Linked DNA regions of Mus musculus: regions 2, 3, 4 and 5 are each linked to region 1. The links are chromatin contacts, called in public ChIA-PET and HiChIP or PLAC-seq maps. All regions are on one chromosome and are shown on one strand. Each heading gives the region's core, a stretch centred on a gene start, on an enhancer-like site or on the middle of the called end of the contact. The rest is flanking DNA. Distances are from core to core; before and after follow the strand shown. Region 1 overlaps Nek7 (NIMA (never in mitosis gene a)-related expressed kinase 7). Region 2 overlaps Dennd1b (DENN/MADD domain containing 1B). Region 3 overlaps Ptprc (protein tyrosine phosphatase, receptor type, C). Region 4 holds the start of Ptprc (protein tyrosine phosphatase, receptor type, C). Region 5 has its middle 55 kb from the start of Atp6v1g3.

Region 1 (2,541 bases), core at 27-2,526:
ATCAAGTGAAATTGCTTTAAGCCACTAGGCCCAAATAACTCATAGTTTTTAAACCTGCCTTCATCTTAAAAATAAGAACGTCTCCAGAGGCTTGTACATGGGTCGTGAGATGTTTGTTCCCAGGCTAGGAAACTGTATACAATTTGTGCCCTGGAAAGAGCTTTCCACCCAAAGTTACAAATACTCAAGAAGAAAAGATCATGTGGAGATTCTGACCTAAGTAGCCATAGTCTAACTACTGTGATGTTCCTCTCAGCAGTTCCTGGCTTGCTGTTCAGAGTTAGGGACGATCCTTGGTCCTTTCACCTGAGAAGTTACAAATGTCTACTTCTTCATTCGCTGTTGTTCTATGAGTAACCAGCAAGCTACAGCACCAGCACAGACAACTGGACTTTGGCAGCCAGGCTGGACAGAAGGTGAAGGGTTATTCAACTCATCTCCCACTCTCTTCTTCTGTTTGACAATAAGAATAGTAAAATTTTAATTCAAGCTCATCTTCAAACTCTGAAGCAAGCCACCTACACATGGAACTAAATATTAACAAGGGGATCTTTCCTGAGCTAATGGCATTTTGAAGACTCTGGGGAGTGGTGACTGTACTGCAATTCTTAACAGCATACCTATGTTACTCAAACCACTCCTACTCAGTCAGGCACGTTTGGTTCAGGGAGCCAGAAGCAAACAATGCAGATCTGATATCTGTACCACCACTTTGAGGTGGACCCTGCAATGTGTACCATGTACTCTCTCAAGTGCGAAAATTCCTTCTCTGAAAAAGCCTGAGGATGACACAAAGCCCTAACCTACTTGACCAGGCAGTCAGTGACTTGGTGACATAAATTACCAAGTGTCTTATTACCACTAAGATTAGAACTCAAATGCTGTATGATATTACCATCCTGCTTTCTGTTCACTGCTTTCAAAAAAAATAGGCCTACTATATTTTGGGTTTTTATATTATTAATAGCATTAGGGGAGCCAAAAGCTCCAGGAAAGGTCTCATAGAGTATGCCAAACTACAAGGTCTAACCTCCCTTTCTGCCTGAGTCCTTTCTGACAAACAGTGACACAGCCCAGGGACTGCGGACTAAGGACTAGTCTCACTGAGATGCTCTCACTCCAAGGGTAGAGGAGACAGGTTTGCAGATGCTTTCTACAAGAAAGGTGAGTGCTGAACTCTGTATTGCTCTGCTGTAACCTATCTCACTACAAGCACACCTACCAGTCAGGCCCTGGTGGGTAAAAGTACCAGCATGTAGGAGGATGAGTCTCCTGTGCCTGGTCTGCTTGCAACAGCTGTTACCCTCATCTACCCAGCGACAGTTGTCACCTATGAAGGTGTGGCAAACCAATGTGCTAAAAAGTCGTTTCCTTTCGAATCCTGTTTCTCACTGCATTCTGTGTAAAGTCTGCATTCTTCCCTGGTTGGGGGAGGGAGGTGCACCAAGCAATATGCTAAGATAAACAATGACTTGATTGAAATGTCTTTCAAAAGGCCTAATCAGGGGGAATGTGTATTTAGTCATGAGTTCCCAAAAAAAGATGAGGGTGATTGCCACCAAAGAAATGTGATCTAGAAAATTGAACTTCAGAAGTCTCAAAGCAAGCAGCTAGCTGAAACCAAAGCCAATCAGTTCAAAGTAAATGTGTCTCTAGAAAACTAGAAACTAGGAACCAATACATTTCTGTAGATGGTCTAAACAGGGTGGCAACTGTAGACCTCACGGCTCATTAGCTACCTCCAGCATTGGGACCCTGATGTGCAGGCCTTTACAGCAGTGATGCTCAACCTTCCTAACACTGCAACCCTCCTCATGCTGTGATGACCCCCAATCATAAAATCATTTCCTTGCTACTTCATAACTGTCATCTTGCCATTGTTGTGAATCATAATGTACATATCTGATTTGGGAGATATCTGCTGTGTGATTCCATGGTGGAGAACCTCTGCTTTCAAGAGAAAGGAGACCAGAGACGGGACTAAATCCTCCTCAGGCTTGAAGACTGCAGACGAGGCAGAGGGCACAGCCAGGCTACATGGCAGACCAGGCAGAGGGCACAGCCAGGCTACATGGCAGACCAGGCAGAGGGCACAGCCAGGCTACATGGCAGACCAGGCAGAGGACACAGCCAGGCTACATGGCCCTTCTGGATCCTGATTCTTACAGGGCTGCCTTTCTAGTGTTTCTTGAAGGAAAAAGGCCAAACATTTGATTGTCTGGACTTGAGAATAAACAACAACAACAACGAGAGGTTGCCGTAAACTGTACAAATGGGGCCACCTGAGACCCTTACTGTGACTGCTGCTGCTGCCACTTCTGAACATGAACTTCATGGGGAATGTCAGACATGTGCGTACCACGAACGCTCACTAATCCACAGCATGTTTTAACAATTTGGGGAAAAAAAATTACTTGTAGAGAGGCAACAAGTAACAGACCATACAGGGTGTCTCCTCCCCAAGTGAAACATAAAAAAAAAACAAAAAACAAAAAAAAAAAAAAAAACCACAGATTCCAAGAGACAAAGCACATCTGTGGT
Region 2 (2,541 bases), core at 13-2,512, 450 kb after region 1:
ATAGCATGCAGTCCTTCATAAAGGTACATCAGGACAGCAGCAGCAACCTGGAGGTGCATCGAAACAGGAACCACTCAGGAGTGCTGCTCATCGGCTCCCTCGCTTGCCTTATTTAGCCCAGATCCACCTCCCTGCCCCTGGGTGGCACTATGAACAGTGGACTGATTCTTCCCTTCTCAGTCGTTAATGGAGAAAACATCCCACAGACTTGTCTACAGGCCAAGCTTATAGAGGCATTTTCTCAGTTCTGGTTCCCTTTTCCAGTTGTCCTGAGTTTGTGTCAAGTTGACACAATCTTACCAGCATGTCTCTTCTCAATACATTCCACACATCTCCTCACTGACTGCATCTGCCTCATGGACGTACTGAAGTCTCATAATGATGATTTATTGCGAAGTCAATTAGGCTAATAATCTAAACTATATTAATATAAAAACACACAGATCTGTCACTTAAGGATGGGTAAAGATGAGTTTTATTTCTAACTAAAAACACAAAACAATATCTGATCAGGCTTAGTCTGTTTTTGCCCCTAGTCTCTCAAGTTTTCAATAGACTCTGAGTTTAAAACATTTCTTAAAGGATATGATATTTAAACCAGCTCACTGTCATTTTCTATACCCTCTCTGGCAATAAGGTGTGTCCCTGATTCAGTCACCACATGTTGTGTGCCTGTCTTCCCTTAGAAGATGGGGTGTGGAATGTGTCTGGCAGTCTCCCTGGCACTTTCCTCAGATGCCCTGTCACATCTCAGTGCTCATTGTGGGTCTCTAGCTCAGTTCTCTTACTCAAAGTTCTGTGGCTGAGCTGTAGGTTATTTTATTGTTGTTGTAGAGTTTATAGACCCCTCTTATAAAGTACAGTTAGATAGAATGATTGTTATTACTACATATTTACTTGAAATTATATTCAAATATTATCTTTAGAAAACCATGCCCTTTTTTGAAAACTTTGAATTAAAATTGCCAAATAGAACTTATTTTGTTGTAAAAGTGATTTTGGACATTTTTTTCCATAAATTACAATTATGGATATTGAGAAATATCCTCATATAATAGTATTTATGTTTATATTAAGAACTTTAATGCAAATTTATTATTTGATACTGTTATTGTGCAGAGCCTTACAAACATAAGTTTACTGAAATTTCCTGTGTGACGATCATTTGAAAGCTAGTGAGACTGAATTCTGGTGCTTCCATGCATGTCTGTGGCAAGGCTGGTAGGTAACCACTTCCTTCCATGGTTAGTTCAGGAAGGGGTTGTTGGTCTAGTAAGCTCTAGAAAAGTGAGTGTAGAGAAGTTTTTTCCTCTGGATGCTGGACACTGCTGCTGTGTCCTTGTGAGATGTACTGAAAGCTCATGGCTCATTCTACAAGCACATGGAAAGGACCAAAGCCAGTGTGCTTAGTAGAGTAAACCAGGAGAGAAGATTCCTGGTTCCTGGAGGGTGCTGTTGAGTTAAACAGTGCCTAGATAACCTGCCTTGTCTCTCTGCTCTGTGTGTTCAGCTGTTTGCTGTTATGTACCCTGTTGAACAGTGTTCTAGGATCAATTACAGTTTTAATCGGAGGAGCAGTGATTTCCACAGGAAGCCTTCAGGATTGGGCATTCTGACCCCCAGAAGAGGGGACCCAGGCACTCCAACCTGCAGCCTACCCAGTTGTGGGTGTTTCTGTCCTAGCTGAATGAAGTCTCAGAAGTGGCGGTTTGGAGGTTAACTATGGGGAGCAGGCATTGACTTAGTGGTTTTGGTGAATGATTGGTTATGTACGGGAGAGAGGAGGGGTCTAAATGATGCCACACTATTGGTTTGGGTATGTTTAGAGAGGATTCTATCACTGTCTATTTCAAGGGCTGTAACTCAGACAATTTCAACCTTAAAGAGTATAAATGTGAGAGGTTGGACTATTAAGAAAGTGATGTGTGAAAGAATATATGAATAATTGTAGACTTCATAAAAATGCCTAAGCTGTATGAAGTCATTTGTGTAGATCAGATTTGTTATGCAGAACAGGAAAAAGGGGAGTACGGAACTTCAGAGAGCACTACCGTTTGTTCCTGAGGAAGTGGTGGGGAAGTGGAAGTAGGTTACAGAAATGGTGACTTTCACCTTACAGCCTGTCCAAAGCAGATCTAGGGCTTCGTCGTGGACTTTAGAATATTTAAGAAACAGTAGTTTCTTAGCTGCTGTTTGAGCTTAGACTCTGCAGGGCAGCTTCCCTGGTGAGCAGACTGTCCATCTAACAGGGTGTTTTCTCTTTCACAGCAGTGGCTTCTTTACAAAGCTACAAGTGAGCTACATACTCAGTAAAGAAGTTTCCATGAATTATTTCCAATCACTAATATGATAGCTAGCTGTCTTATTTTGGAACTTGTACAGAATATCCATTATTGCCCGTGGTACTTTCCTCTGGATAATTTCGTATTCTAGTTCATTCTTTGGGTTATTTTTGTTTTTATCTTTGACATATGTTAGCAATTATCTTTATGTGAGAATAATATATTTTTATTAAAAATATTCTGAAACTAAACTTTTTCT
Region 3 (2,541 bases), core at 12-2,511, 440 kb before region 1:
AAGACCTATTTTCTATTTTCATCTCCATTATAATTAACTCTCCCCAAATCAGATTTTAATATATATAACATATTATATCTCAACTAATACTCTAATGTGTGTTTTTCAGTCTCTGCTCCAGTTTGCTTTGTTTTAAGACCCATGGGTGTTCACAGTTTTTTACATTCCTGTCTCACATATTTCAGTGATTGCTGTTTAATTACTAAGCCGTCAGTCAGGAGCTAAGCAGGTCTATATTTAGGAAACTGTGTTTTTATACCTACTAAACCATAAGCTGCTGCTCAGTGATTATAAATATTCCTTCACAGAGATCTATGCTGACAGTGTTGATTCTTTAAAAAAGAAAACCTGAGAACATCAACAGGAACATTTTACTTGACATTTTAGAACATGCCCACTGCATACCCTCTCTGAGCTATGCCAGGGTTACTCTCTCTGCAGAACCACCTTACACATGTCTACATTTCTAGAAAAGTTCCTGAGATAAATAAATCTTAAGTGCTAACTCAAAGTGGAAAACCTATGTTATTTTAACATGGAGAAAATATTTTGAAAGCTCTAAATCAAAACTCTTACAGGAGAAAAACAAAATCATATCAGTTATTTTTGTTATTTAGAATTTCATACATGCAAGCTAATTGTTTGCTCCTTTGCTTTTGATGTCTCTCCACTACTCCCTCCCAATTTCATGAGCCATTTGTTTTGTTTTAAAACCCACTCAGTCTACTTGGTACTGTCATTATGTGCCTGGATTCAGGGTCATCTAATGGAGGATGGTTAGTATCCTTTCACTAAAGTGTAGAAGAAAGTCCATGTACATAGATAATTAAAATGCAGTATTTATACAAATAAGATTCTCGAGATGCTGAGCATAAGGACTGAGGAGAACGGAAGTATAATCATGTATAATCATTTAGTAGTCTTTAAGACTCAATGACAACGATGTCTCTAGGTTTCACTTAAAACAAACCCTGACTTTTATAGCTCTCTTTGTTGTGTCTCTCTGCACACATACTTAAGAGATATGCTGATCATTTGCTCTGTGGAGAAAAAAATCCTGGACCAGAAATGGGTTCTGCTTCAAATACCATGGCTGAAATAGCATCTCAAACTGGCACACTAGGCAGATGTTACAAAGAAATATGCAAATGGTTGCATAGTAACCACAAAACTGAATAAGCTCATTATCAAGGTTCAAACTGTGGTAGATGTGAGAGTTTGGCAGTGACGAATTCTTAGAGCTGAGGCTGAAGATTCTTCTCTGTCCCTGGCCATGTGCTTGGCTCTGGTTGTCTGCCAGCCTCTTCCAGGCTCACACCCACCCACCGACACCCAGTGCCTTCTTTTATGCTCTCTGCCTTCCGTTCTCATAAAGTGTGCTCTGCCACACGGCTGGATCTGCAACTCATCAAGCTGCCTAATTCATTTTTAGAAGCTATTAAACATGTAAAAATTTACCTTTGGGGGTTATTTTCATAAATAGTTTCATAAATGATGAAACCACTTTACCCAAAGGGCTTCCTTTTCCTCTCCACTTCTTGTCTTATCCTTGTTCTTCTGAGGCTGATGTTTTTAGGTGGAATTAGAAAATGGATCCTATTGTGGATCGTGGCCTTCAGCTACGGTACTTGCAAACCCAGCCCCTAGTGAGCTCTGCCACAGCCCACTATGATTCTACTGCTGTTCTTCATGCAGAGTTGACTGGTTTCCTCTCTGTGCTCTTCATTTCCCTTTGGAAATTCTTACTTCTTATAGAAGCAAAGCAACAACAGCTATAGTCCTACATAATTTGGAATTCTGAGCTACCTATGGCCTCTCTGTTCTTAGAGTGTTCACAGAGTCTTCCATACATTGGTTTCTCTGCCCCTCCAGTTCCATTCTCAGCCATTCCCTCTTGTCTTCTAACCTGAAAAGTATTTGAATTTTCTGAAAACTGCTCCTCCTCCTCCTCCTCCTCTTCCTCTTCCTCTTCCTCTTATACTCCTCTTTCTCCCACATCCTCTACACCCTCTCCTGGTATGTATGGGCCTTTCTAATTCCTTATTATTCATCCTCACCTTCATCTTGATCATATGTTTTTCTCCCAAACCATTTGATGATATTCATTTCTCATTGCCTTCAAGTGTAGCGAGTGGCCTTTGTGAAACACTCAGACCCATCTTACTGTCTCTGTCTAACTGCATATGAATCACAACATGTTACTGTGTATACAGAAAAGTCCACTCTTCTAACGTTTAAGTATTTTTTTTCTGTATCCTAGACTCTTTCTCTCTGAATGAAGCCAACTTCTACACAGTCTTCAAAGCCCACCTACATGTCAACAACTTCAGCCACTATGGTACTTTGTCCATATACTTATATATGATATCAGCCTGTTTTTGCTTAATGTTTCTTTCTATATTCATCCCTGACCAGCTTAACACTCAGTGATCTGCTCTTAGAACAATTCATTTTAATTTGTACTTCTGCATGAAGTATCAGCAACATGATAATTCTTGTGTGGTGTTTAATCACCCCTTCCCTTATGCTGCATACAGATGT
Region 4 (2,541 bases), core at 14-2,513, 410 kb before region 1:
ATAAACCTCATCCAAGCAAATTCGCAACTTACCTAACTGGATTTTCTTTTGAAAAAAAAATCCATCTTTCCAATTAAAAAGCAAAACAAACTTATTGTGATAACATCAACAAACAAGTATCTGAGGCTGCATTTCTTTTCCAGGCCCTCAGACAACACAGAGCAGACGTTAGCCGGCTTAGTACCAGGGATTTCTTTGGAAACGAGAGGAGTGAACATCAGGAAAAAAATAAAATTGAATTCTGATACAATTAACTATTTTCCCCATTTAAAAGTATCTTAGATTAAACACTACAAGGAGAAATGCCATCTAGCTGTAACTTGATAATCAACTCATGTCTCAAAGAGAAACTACTCCAGAAATAATTATTGACCAGACCAGATATGTAAGAAGGACTGAACCTTCAGTAAGCAGTGCCTGCCTGGTCACCCTGTCCTGAAGGACACAGCATTTGTAGGAATTTTATGAACTGTAACACACGTCTACCTTTTCAAGGCTGTACTCTGTACCCATCACCCAGGAAGGGCGGTGGCTCTACCAGAATTTCCACAGCAGAATTCATAGGAAGCATTATCTCAGAACTAAAATGATTAATTCAAAACACATTCGATGGTAAGACAACACGGAGAGTTTTTAAAGCACCTAATGTGCTCTTCAGCCTTTCTGTAGCTGAGCATTCAAAACCCTATTTTAATAATCATTAACATTTGAGGAAACAACCCTTTGTCTGAAGAGACTGGCTTACACACAAGCAAAGCTGTCTCGTGATTTTAAACCTTTCATATTTTGATCAAAAGCATTAAAAGCTGACTTAATTAACAATTCCTCTAACCATAGCAGATGCAGGTTGGATCAATTGCTTTAGCTACATTCCTGAACAGTTTCCAAATAAAGAGAGACAAAGAGAGTCAACTTTCCTATTAAAGTGTGATCTTTCCCCGAAACATTTATGTATTTTGAACAGAAGCAGTGTATGCTGCCCTCCACTAGGCCTTGTTTCTCTGAACAACGGCAAACTTGAACATGGAGTAACGAATCTTCTTACTTTCAATATCCATCACACGCAACTTTTAAAAATAGCCATTTCAACCTAGCCTTTGCCACAAAATCAACAAAATACAAGGAAGTAAAAATGAATATGGGTGTGCTTACCTGTGACAAAGACTTCTGTGTCCAGAAGGGCAAATCCAAAGGCCAGAAGTTTGAGCCACAAACCCATGGTCATATCTGGAGATCAGCTGTGCCCCTAAGAAATAGGGTCTCCCTGAAAGGCAAAATAATGGTTATCTCTCTTGAAGTTTGTCTCTGTAAAGCTAAGTCAAAACTAAAAGAAAAGAACGCATACTTTGCACTCTGTCTTATCAGATGGGGAGCAAGTTTCCTACTCTCTTACCCTAAGAACAAACCACTTGCTAGCTACATGCACTGCTAAATGGTGATGTCAGATTCGGTTTTACTAACTTCTCCAAAAATACTGTAAAGGGTCCTCTTTGCAGGAAGTTAAAAAAAAAAAAAAAAAGGTCGTTCAAAGTCAGTGCAATGGCTTCTTACTTCCTTAATTCAAGTAATTATGCTGTTAGCGGTTCGTCTCAATTTTCCTCTAAAGGAAAACAGTTTTAAACTATATAAATATTGCTCCTTTTTAATATCTTTTTAAGGAAGCTTTATTCAAAAACAATACATCCCTCCCAAGTCATCAATAATTTTCTTACCCAAGATATGACAAGCTTCCACATGAGTATAACAACATAGGGGTTGGCAAGATAACACAGTGACTAAGCTGGTACGAGGCTCTGAAGTTCGTTGAAGACGACCAAGTGACCCAAACCAACTGTCTTTCTGCTTATGTCTGCCAACTCCTGTTATTTACCATAAGGAGCTCAGACTCAAATGGTATGCCTATTTCCTCGGTGATGTGGCTTTCCTATGCAAAACTACCTTCACTGGCTTTAAAGAGCCTCCCAATTTGTTTTTCAGGGCTGCTGGTGGTGGTTTCATTGAGTTTTATGCAGGTATCTCCTTGAGTGGTGGAGTGAGACTCTCCTCTGTGCATCAGTGAATTCTGCTTCAAGACAGGAGTGCCCCTACATTTGGGGTTGCTCTGTGCTATTTACCAATGAAAGAAGAGCAATGAAAACCAAGCCTTGTCTTTTACAAAGTTAACTTGTTTCTTTTGATCATAGTATTTCCCCACCCCACCACACACATCCCTGATCAATTTCACATGTATATTGAATTTGCATTATTTCCCCCCACTCTCTCTTTTCCCCAGAACCCTCCTATGTCCAAATACACAGATTCATCCCTAATTCATACCATTTATTCTTTAACTTTTATTGCTACACACACACCTACAAATAAACGCATCCCTACACACACATACACTCATACACACACACCCCTACACATGTATACACACACTCACACACACACACACACACACACACACACCTGAAGGTATAACCTACTGAGTTTGTTTAGTGGTGTATGTGTGTGTGTGTGTGTGTGTGTAGATGTGTAGATGTGTAGGTGTGTGTGTAT
Region 5 (2,541 bases), core at 30-2,529, 260 kb before region 1:
TTGCAAGTTATTTATAAAATACAAATTTGTACAGCTAACAATGTTTAAAAAACAATTAGCAAAGTGAACCAGCATGGATAAGAAAAAAATTTAAAAACTGGATCGTATAGGATTTGTTGTAACCAAAAACAAAGTCACTCCTATAATAAATCACCTGTCTGAATTTTTATCAACTCGACGGCAATTTTTATTCACAGTTTACTTACTAACAGTCTGTTTAGAGTTGCTTCATTAAAGCTAGGTTGTTGCCAAAAGTGGCAAACAGTTTTGCATTCTGTAGGGAACTGGGACTGTATGGGTTAAAAGGCTTGATTTAAACTTTGCATAAAGCATGTGTCTGTGGCAGACACCCTGAGTCACCTTGGGGTGTTTCTTCCTTTCGCCCCGTTTGCCCATTTCCCATCCTGTCTATTTTTCTTCCTGTCTCTTATCCAAGCCTGCAAAACTCCACCAGGAGGGAACGAGTGAGTGCAGTGCTGTGGAAGTTCTGAGACAGAATCAGCTCTGCCACTCACTGTAAAGCGGGACGCCAGAGCCATCTCAGTGTGGCCGGAAGTGGATTAACAGTGCCTTCAACTCCTCGGTGTATGAAGAAACAGAAAATATTGCCATATCCAGTTCTAAAATTACAACTATTCCACAGGCTGTGCCTTCATCAAAAACGCTTCTGTGTGTATTTTCCTCAACAACTGCAAATCCGTTTCTAGATATACGAGTCCAGTTTTTATGCAAGGATTGAGGGCAACCACGGTTGAAACAGTCAGACTTGAGGCTTGCTTGCTTGCGGAAATAAAGTATCTTTGCTATCTGTGAGTTGTGTTTTGCTGCTCAGTGAACAGTTTGGGCTTTGTATCTTCCTTCCCTAATACCCAAATACTGTTTCAGAAACACAAAGTAAGATGGCGCCCCTGCTCAGGTCTTATTTTCGCTTCCTCTAGTTTCTGCTGGGAAGAAGTTTGCTTCGTCTTAAGTTGCCACGTTGTCATTCGCCGTCCACAGTAGTTGGCTTTATCTGAGATACATTTGTCCTTATACTGGGAAAAAGCATCACTGTTTCTGATTGTGATTTGAGCTATGTTTCCAAGCTAAACTGTAATCAACAATTTCACTCAGTAGTGTGGTGTCCTATCAAAACATAAATATCAAATTAACTGTGAGTAGTAGCTCCAAACCAAACCGGATCAGCCAAGTGAACCTTTCAAACAACTCAGATAAGATTGGTTTTTGCAGCCGGATGGAGTATTAAAATTTTCTCCTTCGTTTGTGCGGACAATCCTATTTTGAACACTAGATGGCGATATGAACTCGCTGAATTTGGAACCCGACCAGCCTATCCATAATTTCAAAGAGAAAAAAAGATGAGGATTTTCCTTAACTGATTTGATAGTCTGACACGGGGTGTTAGGAAGTGGATTTATATGATGTAACAGCTATTTCATTAAGCTTCTGTGAGAAAGAACGCATCCTCTTCTGGCAGGAAAAACGCGTCTGCTTCTAAAACACCAGCCAGGGAAATCGGGAGGCTTCATACAGAGGGAGGAGAGGGGAATGGCAGATAGGCTTGCTGGCCAATTTGACTGCTTCAAAACTGACTTAAATATTTTTCTTGACTACTTGACAGTCAAAATGGTGAAGGCAGTTTGTTTGTGTCAACACAGGGTGTATTTTGTGTGCCACAAAGTGAATGTCTATATTGCTAGACTTCCTGCCTGCCTCTTTTGTAGCGTAGCTATTTGGTCAAGTTGGTTAGGGCAGTCTACTACTACTGAAACCACAGTCACTGTGGGAATAAGTTCTGCTCTGTGGGAAAGCCTGTCCTCGATTTTAGCCAGTCATTGGACAAGTGCCTGATCTATAGATACTCCTGTGCATGGAAGTCCAGATGATCAAAAAAGGAACATCTTTGCAGGAAGGGAAAACAAAACAAAACAAAACAAAACAAAACAAAACAAAACAAAACAGTAAGAATCGCATAGTACATATCCCATGAATGGCAAATCCTGTGTGTCACTTCTCTAGAAAGGACTCAAGTAAATACTTTAAAAACTCAACTCTCTTGATGAGCACAGCCATATTCTTTGTCCCTAGAACCAGGTATATTCTGCACACAACTGCTTCAAACTGAAAGAGAAAGGAGGGAAAAATAGTTGGAATCCCACCAACCTCACAACATAGTCACAAAGACCAACAGGCAAACAAACATCAAGGAGTGCGCTAACTACTGCAAGGAAGAGATTTACACCCAAACTGCAAAGGAAGTGAATAAGAGTCGGTGTTTAAGGCCAGTCACTGAATTAAGATTCAAGCAATGGCATGAAATCAGCTCTAAGGTATGTCCAAAGGCATTCCAGATGATAAAGTAACAGTCTAAGAAACCAACAAATTACAGAGTGGGTGTTTAAGAATACCTGTCCCCATGCCAGGAATGTGGTCTCTATGGTGGCACATGCCACGAGCTATGTGGATGAGAGGGGTGGTCAAAAGGCAATCAGTGATTTTTCCCTTAATCTAAAACGTGATGAAATCCAAATATAAAATAAG

What was found. ChIA-PET counts read pairs in DNA pulled down with a chosen protein or histone mark. HiChIP or PLAC-seq counts read pairs in DNA pulled down with a chosen protein or histone mark.
Region 2: a contact with region 1 is called in an RNA polymerase II ChIA-PET map of memory CD8 T cells, with 8 read pairs. The contact joins two enhancer-like sites.
Region 3: a Foxp3 HiChIP or PLAC-seq map of regulatory T cells shows a contact between it and region 1, with 7 times the contacts expected there. The contact joins two enhancer-like sites. A contact is called at or near these places in 1 of 15 datasets of contacts at CTCF or cohesin (the NIH/3T3 cell line) and 2 of 115 datasets of contacts at active chromatin or transcription factors (microglia and regulatory T cells).
Region 4: a contact with region 1 is called in an RNA polymerase II ChIA-PET map of memory CD8 T cells, with 1,160 read pairs. The contact joins the promoter of Ptprc here to the enhancer-like site in region 1. A contact is called at or near these places in 1 of 15 datasets of contacts at CTCF or cohesin (CD8 T cells), 2 of 484 Hi-C or Micro-C datasets (Th1 cells and natural killer cells), 5 of 115 datasets of contacts at active chromatin or transcription factors (CD8 T cells, effector CD8 T cells, memory CD8 T cells and 2 more) and 2 of 9 other capture datasets (adipose tissue and macrophages).
Region 5: an RNA polymerase II ChIA-PET map of memory CD8 T cells shows a contact between it and region 1, with 121 read pairs. The contact joins two enhancer-like sites. A contact is called at or near these places in 6 of 484 Hi-C or Micro-C datasets (CD4 T cells, cortical neurons, embryonic fibroblasts and 2 more) and 4 of 115 datasets of contacts at active chromatin or transcription factors (the NIH/3T3 cell line, effector CD8 T cells, memory CD8 T cells and 1 more).

The regions. Positions count from the first base shown.
Region 1 is chr1:138,586,700-138,589,240 of GRCm38.p6, forward strand. The region is part of intron 1 of Nek7 (NIMA (never in mitosis gene a)-related expressed kinase 7); the gene reads right to left. Among named protein-coding and RNA genes, the nearest start is that of Nek7, 32 kb to the right of the region's middle. Within about 2 kb of position 1,277, at least 37 of the 459 cell types and tissues checked have an H3K27ac peak or open chromatin away from gene starts, as enhancers often do. A contact at or near this core is called in CD8 T cells, Th1 cells, effector CD8 T cells and 2 more, where this site is marked.
Region 2 is chr1:139,035,254-139,037,794 of GRCm38.p6, forward strand. The region is part of intron 3 of Dennd1b (DENN/MADD domain containing 1B); the gene reads left to right. Among named protein-coding and RNA genes, the nearest start is that of 4930596I21Rik, 59 kb to the left of the region's middle. Within about 2 kb of position 1,263, at least 48 of the 459 cell types and tissues checked have an H3K27ac peak or open chromatin away from gene starts, as enhancers often do. A contact at or near this core is called in memory CD8 T cells, where this site is marked.
Region 3 is chr1:138,147,825-138,150,365 of GRCm38.p6, forward strand. The region is part of intron 1 of Ptprc (protein tyrosine phosphatase, receptor type, C); the gene reads right to left. Among named protein-coding and RNA genes, the nearest start is that of Ptprc, 26 kb to the right of the region's middle. Within about 2 kb of position 1,262, at least 73 of the 459 cell types and tissues checked have an H3K27ac peak or open chromatin away from gene starts, as enhancers often do. A contact at or near this core is called in regulatory T cells, where this site is marked.
Region 4 is chr1:138,173,863-138,176,403 of GRCm38.p6, forward strand. It overlaps Ptprc (protein tyrosine phosphatase, receptor type, C), which reads right to left and starts at 1,264. Exons shown (of 32, transcript NM_001111316.2): 1 at 1,153-1,264. The coding sequence starts at 1,225.
Region 5 is chr1:138,327,147-138,329,687 of GRCm38.p6, forward strand. No RefSeq gene overlaps it. Among named protein-coding and RNA genes, the nearest start is that of Atp6v1g3, 55 kb to the left of the region's middle. Within about 2 kb of position 1,280, at least 86 of the 459 cell types and tissues checked have an H3K27ac peak or open chromatin away from gene starts, as enhancers often do. A contact at or near this core is called in memory CD8 T cells, where this site is marked.